Linked DNA regions of Ovis aries: region 2 is linked to region 1. The links are chromatin contacts, called in public Hi-C maps. All regions are on one chromosome and are shown on one strand. Each heading gives the region's core, a stretch centred on a gene start, on an enhancer-like site or on the middle of the called end of the contact. The rest is flanking DNA. Distances are from core to core; before and after follow the strand shown.

Evidence for each region. Hi-C and Micro-C count contacts between places; a contact is called where the count stands out from the background.
Region 2: a Hi-C map of hypothalamus shows a contact between it and region 1, with 5 times the contacts expected there. The contact joins two enhancer-like sites. A contact is called at or near these places in 15 of 16 Hi-C or Micro-C datasets (blood, hypothalamus, liver and 7 more).

What each region holds. Positions count from the first base shown.
Region 1 is chr23:58,178,968-58,184,153 of ARS-UI_Ramb_v3.0, forward strand. No RefSeq gene overlaps it. Among named protein-coding and RNA genes, the nearest start is that of ZNF532, 65 kb to the right of the region's middle. Within about 2 kb of position 3,249, at least 13 of the 54 cell types and tissues checked have an H3K27ac peak or open chromatin away from gene starts, as enhancers often do. A contact at or near this core is called in hypothalamus, where this site is marked.
Region 2 is chr23:58,438,021-58,443,206 of ARS-UI_Ramb_v3.0, forward strand. LOC101116529 (O-acyltransferase like protein-like) reads left to right here. Exons shown (of 15, transcript XM_042239132.2): 11 at 1,699-1,812; 12 at 3,494-3,626. Among named protein-coding and RNA genes, the nearest start is that of SEC11C, 47 kb to the right of the region's middle. Within about 2 kb of position 2,086, at least 29 of the 54 cell types and tissues checked have an H3K27ac peak or open chromatin away from gene starts, as enhancers often do. A contact at or near this core is called in hypothalamus, where this site is marked.

The DNA.
Region 1 (5,186 bases), core at 1,999-4,498:
ACAGGGGCATTCACGCACACACTCACCAGCCAGACCACCTCTTTCCAACACATGCCCTCCATTTCCGCCGTAATGCAAAAAAAAAAAAAAAAAAAAGTTGCCAAAACATCTCAGAACATCCAGAATGCTTTAACCCTCCAGCGGGAAGACCTCCCGAGGCCTGGCCCTTCGTCCCTTTCACACTTGCCTTTGCTGCCAGCTCTTGAAGGGATCTGAACCTGAGAACATCTGGCGAGGAGGTCGTGTCATCCTTTGATCCGAAAGCGCCAAAAGAAAAAGTAGAAAAGGAATGCTGAATGCTTTTCAGAACTGATTCGCCTGTACTTCATTTGTTTTTGCTTTCATACGTTTTGGCTGTTTTATTTCAAACTAGTGGTAGGTGGTAGGAAAAAAAGGTTTGAAAGTATTCACCTGCGCCAGGCAGCTGAGCCAACGATGAGTTTAATTAACCTCTCTGTCTATCTGACCTTCCCCCTCAACCTCCACCCACTTCACTGGCACAGGTACCGGCGGCGTGGAAGGACCTGTCCGCCACTCCAACTGGTGACGACCTACGTCTGTTTATTCCCTCATCACCCAGCTACACTCACAGACCAAAACCTACAGCCTTCAGTGCCCAGGAGGCGACTGGTTTGTAGCCGAGGCATTTGTGAACACAGTTTCCATTTTCCCTTTGTTACCTGTTAATTATCTTTTGTAATCGAGGCCTGCTTTCATGTGTAGGTACAAGTAGGTGATATTTGAATGTACTTTGAGAGAAGTGTTTCAGCAGATATTGGGTACTAAAAAAATAATTGGAACAATAAAAGCCCCGCCTGCTCTCTCCCAGGGGGCCCGGTCTGCCTCTGATGCTTTGAATATTTATCTTGCGACGTCCCTGGCAGTCCAGTGGTTAAGACTCCGTGGAAGGCTGGACTTCAAAGGCTCACCCTGCTTTCTGGAGGAAGACGTGTGTACAACTTTAGGGTCTCACCACCCCTAGCTCAGGAGAGCCCCAGCTGTGACCTCCCTTGCCCCCAAGGTGGGGAGCACGTGGAGAAGCATAGGTCCCATCTTCATATTTCAGAACCACAAGGGCAACTCGTACGTGAAATGGTCCACAGTCCTTGGACTTAGAGAAACTGATGTGATAGAAAGATTTCCATATGATAGAGGTTTCTCTTTGCAATGTCACTGAGTCTCGCTGCCCTGATTTCTCAGTGTGAGAGGCAGAACAATGGCTCCCAGAGGTGTCCAAGTCCCCAGGACCTGGGAATGCTGCTTCACATGGCAGAGGGATTTTGCAAACGCGGTTAACCACCTTGAGATGGAGAGATGATTCTGCATTACCCCAGTGAGCTGACACCATCACCAGGATCCTTATAGCAGGAATGTGGGGAGAGCTAGTTCAGTTCAGTCGCTCAGTCATGTTCAGCTCTTTGCGACCCCATGGACTGCAGCACGCCAGGCCTCCCTGTCCATCACCAATTCCTGGAGTTTACTCAGACTCACGTCCACAGAGTTGGTGATGCCATCCAACCATTTCATCCTCTGTCATCCCCTTGTCTTCCTGCCTTCAATCCCTCCCAGCATCAGGGTCTTTTCAAATGAGTCAGTTCTTTGCATCAGGTGGCCAAAGTATTGGAACTTCAGCTTCAGCATCAGTCCTTCCATTGAACATTCAGGACTGGTTTCATTTAGGATGGACTGGTTGGATGTCCTTGCAGTTCAAGGGACTCTCAAGAGTCTTCTCCAACACTACAGTTCAAAAGCATCCATTCTTCAGTGCTCAGCTTTCTTTATAGTCCAACTCTCATATCCATACATGACTACTGGAAAAACCATATCTTTGACCAGACGGACCTTTGTTGGCAAAGTAATGTCTCTGCCTTTCAATATGCTGTCTAGGTTGGTCATAACTTTCCTTCCAAGGAGTAAGCGTCTTTTGATTTCATGGCTGCAGTCACCATCCGCAGTGATTTTGGAGCCCCCAAAAATAAAGTCTGACACTGTTTCCACTGTTTCTCCATCTATTTCCCATGAAGTGATGGGACCAGATGCCATGATCTTCGTTTTCTGACTGTTGAGCTTTAAGCCAACTTTTTCACTCTCCTCTTTCACTTTCATCAAGAGGCTCTTTAGTTCCTCTTCACTTTCTGCCATAAGGGTGGTGTCATCTGCATATCTGAGGTTATTGATATTTCTCCTGGCAATCTTGATTCCAGCTTGTGTTTCTGCCAGTCCAGTGTTTCTCATGATGTATTCTGCATAGAAGTTGAATAAGCAGGGTGACAGTATACAGCCTTGACGCACTCCTTTTCCTGTTTGGAACCAGTCTGTTGCTCCATTGTCCAGTTCTAACTGTTGCTTCCTGACCTGCACATAAATTTCTCAAGAGAAATCTGGAGAGCTAGAGGAGAAAGGAAAAGGCCACGTGATGACGGAAGCAGAGACTGGAAGAGCGCTCCTTGAAAGTGGAGGAAGTGGCAACAAGCCAAGGAACCTAAGCAGCCAACAGAAGCTGAAAAGGCAGGACACAGACGCTCCCCCAAACCCTCCTGCAAGCTCCCCCGGTGCCCCTTACGTCGCTCGTCTCTGTGTCTCTCGATTCCCACTCTCAGCTGATTTCACCTGTAGTCAAATGCTGGGCAGGAGAAGGCACAAACAAGAACCCTCCTCCCTTCTCCTCCCTATTATCCTGCTCCTGGCCCATCTACAATTATTTTTCAGAGCTTTATTCCTTCCCCACCTTGGGGCAAATAAAGAGTCTCCCTTACCTAGAACTTACAGTGCCAATCCAGGTTGTTTACAGGGGAGTTTTACGGCTCCAGACTCGGGGGCTCCAGACTCGGGGTCGGCGGGTTAAGAACGGCTTGTTCCCTGCCCTGTCCTGACTTTACTGCCATATTACTCAGATGAACGGTTCATCCATCTTCCCTTTTTTGGCCAGTCACTTCCAAGGGATTTTGTGAAGATTCACAAGCTAGCATTTAAAAAGCACTCTTTGAACTCCTACATAAATAAAAAATCTCACAGTTGGAAATCCCGATGCCTTTTAATGAGTCCTTTTAAAATCCCAAAGCATTTAAAAATTCACGTTACTCCTTAGAAATAACTTTTAGTTCCGATACATACACGGAGTTCCAGACATATCAGATACATTCAGAGCTGCTGTTACAGAACAATTAGGAGGTACAGGCAGTGAGTTAAGCTCAGAGTATGCACAATCTCATTGATTTTGGACAAGATAAAGATAAGACAAAGATCACTTGTGACCTGGGCTGTCTGAGTTCCTAAGAGCAAAACAAAGCCCCACAGGTATGTCTGCATTCACCCTGATGTCATCAGCTCGCAGGCACAGTGCCTCTACAGGATAGGAATTTGGAGAGGCAAACAGATGACATTTCTTTTAATTGTATCAAGGAGAGACAAACCATTACTAGAGAGATCAAGCTTAAGTCAGAGAAGCAGAAACTGATGATATTGACAGTACAGGGTTCTCTGCTCTTGCTACAGCTTACAGATAAAATACACAGTGGCTGGAATCAATTCCTGAAATCAAGACTTTCTTCACAGATCCCTGTTCCTTAAGCCTGCTGCTTCTTTCCCAAGTAAGCACAAAGCCAGGGACTCAAGATACCAAGGATATGGCATTGTTTGGGAGCTGTTTTCTAGGTATTTTCCACTCACCCTGATGACCCCTGGGAATGCTACAAAACTCTTCTCAGAAGGATGTTTAGGGCTCAGTTCATTTTCCAAGAAAAGGACAAGAGGGCCATGGGGCACTTTCGACTGCCCCCTTGTAAATTACTACAGAGCAGCCTAACTTGTGCGTTCTTCAGTGGAGGTTTAGAGGTATCTTGTTTGTAAATAGCCACCAGGGGGCACTGTTATTCTCTTTAAACACTGCGGGGGGAGGGGGAGGGCAGGAGTCTGCATATGGGGTGTGTCTGTGGCATTTGTGCACACACGTGTGTTGGTGGTTTGGTCTCTCAGTCATGCCGACTCTTGAGACTTCAAGGACTGTAGCCTGCCAGACTCCTCTGTCCATGGGATTTTCCAGGCGAGAATACCGGCGTGGGCTGCCATTTCCTTCTCCAGGGGATCTTCCGGACCCAGGGATTGAACCCACGTCTCCTGCACTGGCAGGGGGCTCTTTATCTCTGAGCCACCAGGGAAGCCCAACGCCTCCCTTAACCGCCACCCTCCACCCACACCCCTTCATCTGTCATCCCTCTTTCCCCTTCTGGGTCCAAAAAGGAGCAGAGAGCAGCAAGAAAACCCACCAAGATCATGAAACCAACATCGAACCAAAGATACTCCCGGCGCGCGCCCGGGAAGAACACCGAGATGGCCGCCTCTCTCCTTTGTCGTGCGTTCTCTTTCCTCCCCAGCCCCGGATGCTGATGCTTCACTGTCCTGCAGGGAGATGGTCACCCTGGTGCTTTCCTGCTTGTGGGCATCTTCCTTTGAAAAGAGGACTCTAGAGAGAAGAAAGACCTCAAAAGAATAATTCTTTAATGTTGCCTCTTCGGATGCTTTCATATCAGACCATCTGGATCTAGAGGATTCGCTGTAGGGAGCCTTCCTTTTCCCTGAAAATCACAAAAGTGTGGAAACAGCCATCTCCTCTGCCTTTGTATGAAGCAGTTCTCCTTGGAGGCCTTAAACCCCAGGCTTGCCGGAGAACCTGGGCGGCACAAGGAGCCCGGCTCGAGCTGCAAAGCGCCCCAGGTCACTGCTCTTCTTTCTCCACCTGCTCAGGAGGCTCTGAAAGCCGCCCGTCGGAGGACTGCCTCCAGCTGATTTCAAAGGCGTTGACATAATGGACTTGTCTCCACAGAACAAACCTCTGGGGACTCGGGCTAACCAAACCATTTACAATACTGTCACGACCGCTGCAGAGACAGCAAACGCTTGGGACAGAGCTTGTGTGATGCTGAGCGCTTTGAGTTCAAACCCGGACGGCACCGTCTAACTAGCGGGGTGACCCTGGGCCTTTCCTGAACCTGCCTGAGCATCCATCTGTGAATCGAGGTTAATAACCCTTGCACTAGTTTATGGCAAGCATGGAGACAACAGAGGTTCATTCCCGTGGCCAGAAGGTCAAAGGCGATATTACTATTGCTATTACTGCTGTTCACTGTGCACCAGGCCCTGAGCTCCAAGTTCAGCACACATAAACTGTCTTGATCTTCACAGCAACC
Region 2 (5,186 bases), core at 836-3,335, 260 kb after region 1:
CCTCTAAATGGAAGGGGTATAATAGGTAGGGCGTTTTCCCCTCAGAGAACACATTCGTGTAGAATTCTAGTAATTCAGGGAGGATGGAACTGGAGGGTCTGCAAAAGGCGTGATGAATTGGGACTTCCTGGTGGCCGGTGGTTAAGAACCTGCTCGTTCATTGCGGGAAGTGTGGGTTCGATCCCCGGTCAGGGAACTAAGATCCTGCATGCTTCCTGGGGGTGGCGGTGGTAGTTGTTCAGTCGCTAAGTTGTGTCCTTTGGCGACCCCATAGACTGTAGCCCCACCAGGCTCCTCTGTCCATGGGATTTCCCAGGCAAGGATACTGGTGTGGGTTGCCATTTCCTTCTCCAGGGGATCTTCCCTACTCAGAGATTGAGCTCACATCTCCTGCATTGGCAGATGGGTTCTTTACCACTGAGCCATGGTTCAGCAAAAAAAAGAAGACATGGTAAATATAGAACATGGTTACCGTACCCGCCCTGCTCACACTCATCCATGGCAGGCATTACTAGTCAATTACTGCACCACTGAGCTAAGACGCCTCTTCTGCTCCTGAGCACAAACTGAACTAGAATTGGCGCTCTAGATGCTGATTCACTCCCTAAGTCACTGTGGTGTGAAGCGAATGGCATCTCATCTCCTCCTCACGAGGAACCATGGCAACTTCAGCACTGGACTAGGATCGCCAAAGGCAGGGTTGTACCTGGTTGGTCTGGCATCCGTGTTGGGCATTTCTTCCACTGCAGACCCTCCTGGTCCTAACCCTCCTGATTCCCAGTAGATATAACCAGATACTGTCTCACCCTGAGCCTCTGTCCCTACACCTCATTTCCTGCCTCAGAACCGAACCCTCTCAGCCTGTGTACAGAGTCCCAAATTTTGGAGGAATTAATTTTGTGGGGCCACCTTTGACCCAAGGGGCTAGAAGATGGTAGGAAAATGCTTCTTTCTTTCACCCCCTTAGGACAGTTTTGAGGTGCATTTCAGAAGGCTCCACAGAACATTCTGGAAGAACTGAGCATTGACCACCGTGATAGGGCCTTGCATTGGCCTTCCTTGTTCCCCACCCCTGCCCTCATTCTTACCTCCACATGAACCACCTGAACCCTGACACTGGTCAGATTTGCGTTTGGATTGGGGGAAGGATCCCCGGGTCCCCCTGTTACTCTGTCCCCCTCTGCTGTGTCTCACTTGTGCCTGCCAATCATCTCTCTCCTGAATCAATCACCACTTCTTAATTTTTTTTTATTATTATTACTTTTTATTTTTCTTTTTGTCGCACTTAGCGGCATGTGGGATCTTAGTTCCCCTACCAGGGATGGAACCCGTGCCCACTGCAGTGGAAGTACGGAGTCTTAGCCAGTGGACCCCAGGGCGTCCCTCCACTTCAGTCCCTCTAGTGCTTCCTGGGTGGCAAGGGACTTTCCCAAGCACGGTCTCATCACGGTAAATTTCAGCAGAAGATGAAGCTATTCTAAGGCAAGGATTTCACTGCCCAGGACTGGGCTGCTAATAAGTGCTCGACACTGAAGTGTAACTCAAGCTTTTTAACTCCAGCCCAGCTCTGGACACACTTGGCCCCAGGCCAGCCTCTCTCGAAGGCAGGCTGGCAGGAAGCACCTCTGGTTGCCAAGTCTGCCAGCCTTCGGTAGCCCCAGAGTGAGAAGGAAAGTGAACGTGCTCTCTTCTTTGCAGAAGTCAGCGTGCCCTCGTCCTGCTCGGGGCCACGCTGCTCCTGGCATCTTGCACCGCCTCTGCTCTGCTCACACTGGCTCACAACCTTCCGGTGGCAGCTCCGTCAGAAGCCAGGTAACTGCCGCGCTTCCCAGCCCGCCAGCTCTGTCCCTCACCTCCCCTCAGGATGGCCAGGACCTCCCAGGCAGGGCTGCTGAGTGGATGCCAGGCTCTTAGCCCTGTGCACGTAGGCTCCTGCGGAAATGTGGGCGGGAACTGTTCGGCCTGGATGGGAAAGTTCGTTGTGTGTTTGTTTCCAAACCTCTGACTCTTTTCAGCTGGCGCTGGGGATCTGCTCTGAACACAGGGAGCTCACTCTTGCCCACTGAAACGCTTCTGGGAGGAAAGGGGTGCCCCCACGTGGCTGTATGGCGTTTCTCCTCCAGTGGCGAACTGCAGCTTGGAAGCTCTATTGAGGGATGGAGAAACAGAAATTTAACGAAGTTGGGGTTGCCCCTTCAAGGTCACATGCCTAGTGAGTGGCACAGGTGTGAGCTGAACCTAGGACCTTACCACTGCGCTAGTTTGCCTTTCCAACAGGGTATGTGTAGCAGTTCTTTCTCAGTACCACCTGAGTCTTCTGCAGGAAAAACCGGTGAGATTTCCCGCTCATCTGTTCTCCGTGCAGCAGTCAGGCTGATGCAGGTGGAAACCGGATGCTGTCAGTCATCTGCTCAATCCTCCCATTGTTCTCAGGGCAGAATCCCTGTCTGGCCTCGTCTGTCTCTCCCCCACCCGCTGACTCTGGACCAGTCTCAGCAGCCTCCTTCCCTCCACACAACCAACAGGCTCCCTCCTCAGGGCCCTCGAACTTGCTGCTCCCTCACACGAGAACGCTGTTCCTCTGGAATCCAGATCTGGGCTAGGCGAGCTCCTCCACTCCCTACAGGCGTCTGTACATGTCTCAGAGCAGCCTTCACGGACCTCCCAGGGTGAACTAGCCCAGAGCCATGCGAGGCGCAGAAGTGCTCAAGGGACTGACTTCCCTGGCAGTCCAGTGGGTGGGACTCCATGCTTCCACTGCAGGGGGCAAGGGTTTGATCCCTGGTCGGGGAACTCAGATCCCACATACCGCACAGGATGGCCAAAAAGAAAAGAAAAAGTGCCCAGAATGCACTGTGAGTGGAACAGATGAGTGGCTGAGTGAGCACACCCCAGGCTTTTAGACCGGAGAGGTGCCATGCCCTTCCCATCACGTCATCAGCTTCTGTGCGCACAGCCGGGTGGCCGAGAAGGAGGCTGGCTCCTGCTTTGCCTGTGGTTCTCAACCCCAGACGCAAATGAGAGTCACCTGTGGGTTGGGGGCGGTGGGATGGGGGTGGGGATTGACATCTCACCGATGCTTCCAGCAAGCACCACCCTGGGCCAACTGAATGTGAGTCTCCAGGGCTGGGGCCCAAGCCACCCAATTTTGTGAGAGCTTCCACGAAGAGGTTCACGTCTTTAAGAAGGGGTCTACTTCTGGGAACCATGTTTTTAGAGCTATCCTGACATGCCAGCCACTGGAAACAGCTATTTTAAAAGAAGGCAGTCATCACATTTCCTTGGGTCCCAGGTTGGAGGGCCCCAAGGGAGTTTGGAATTTGAGAAACCAGCGTGGCCCAAGGCAGGATCGTGAGGGTGCTGTCTGCAGACCATCACCGAAGACGTGAACTCCTGTACTCCCAGCGTCTGGCTTTGCTGATTGCCCCAGTGTACGTCTGAGAGATGTCCAGATGAGATGCAGCCTTTGGCCTCACGTCCTCGTGTTTTTCAGGGAAGAGGCAGCCAGACGGTACTTCCTGGAGTACTACACGAAGCCCTACTGTCGGTACGGGCCGTTCCTCGTGGGCCTCTTACTGAGCGTTTTCATGCACCCAGACCACCAGGCAAACGTCCTCAGAACCAAGGTACGTGGCTTCCCCATGCCGCGCTGTAGGAACCAGGTTCACCTGGGGTCAGACTGCCCTTGGCCAGGCTCTTCCAAAGCCCTGGGCAGGAGGCAGACTTTCGGGTACTTGACTGTGCTGTGGTGTGTCAGCAACGGCTCTTGATGCCAGAGAATAAGAGGAACTTTGTCTTCTTCCCTGATTCTCTGCTTTCTTCACTGAGCTCCCCTTAGAAAGCCCCAGATCCAGCACCCAGCCGGGTCCCACCCATTGGAGCCTTGGTACAGACCCAGAGAAACTTCTGATGTGGGAAAACATACCCGGTGAGATGGCAAGGGCAAGCCACTCTTCTGGAAGGTCATGGTGATGTAGGCTGGATTTTCTTTAACAGCAAAAGCTCTTTGGCTTCTACAAATAAGATTCTTGGTCAGATTTGATGGTTCCATCTGGGAATCAGGTTGTGCGGTATTTAGAAAGCTGTCACTTTACCTTCCAGATGGGGTTACTTCCCTGTGGGTAATCAGTCTAGTTCACCATCCAAGGTCATAGGTCAAGCCAGAAACCTGGGTTCATCTTGGATGCCTCCTGCCTGTCGCCCTCCCTCCCCGTCCGGTCACCCACCCCCGGGGCTGTTTTTCCTACTGTCCTCTCGTGGCCTTTGCCCCTCACCTTGTTCAAGCCCGTCTCATCTCTTAGCTGGACTTCTTCACTAGTTTTCTTGCCTCTAGTCTGATCTCAAATCCACCCTCAGGGCAGTCTATCTAAAGCACTACCTTAGCCTCAGTTCAGTTCAGCCGCTCAGTCGTGTCTGACTCTGCGACTCCATGGACCCCAACACGCCAGGCCTCCCTGTCCATCACCAACTCCCAGAGTTCACCCAAACTCCTGTTCATCGAGTCAGTGATGCCATCCAACCGTCTCATCCTCTGTCGTCCCCTTCTCCTCCTGCCTTCAGCCTTTCCCGGCATCAGGGTCTTTTCACATGAGTCAGTTCTTCGCATCAAGTGGCCAAAGTATTGGAGTTTCAGCTTCAACATCAGTCCTTCTAATGAATATTTAGGACTGATTTCCTTTAGGATGAACTGGCTGGATCTCCTTACAGTCCAAGGGACTCTCAAGAGTCTTCTCGAATACCACAGTTCAAAAGCATCAATTCTTCGGCATTCAGCTTTCTTTATAATCCAACTCTCACATCCATACATGACTACTGGAAAAACCATAGCTCTGACTAGATGGACATTTGTTGGCAAAGTAATGTCTCTGCTTTTTAATATGCTGTCTAGGTTGGGCATGACTTTTCTTCCAAGGAGTAAATAAGTAATTTCATGGCTGCAGTCACCATCTGCAGTGATTTTGGAGCCCCCAAAAATAAAGTCTGACACTGTTTCCACTGTTTCCCCATCTATTTGCCATGAAGTGATGGGACCAGATGCCATTATCTTAGTTTTCTGAATGTTGAGCTTTAAGCCAAATTTTTCGCTCTCCCCTCACTTTCATCAAGAGGCTCTTTAGTTCTTCTTCACTTTCTTCATAAGGGTGGTGTCATCTGCATATCTGAGGTTATTGATATTTCTCCCAGCA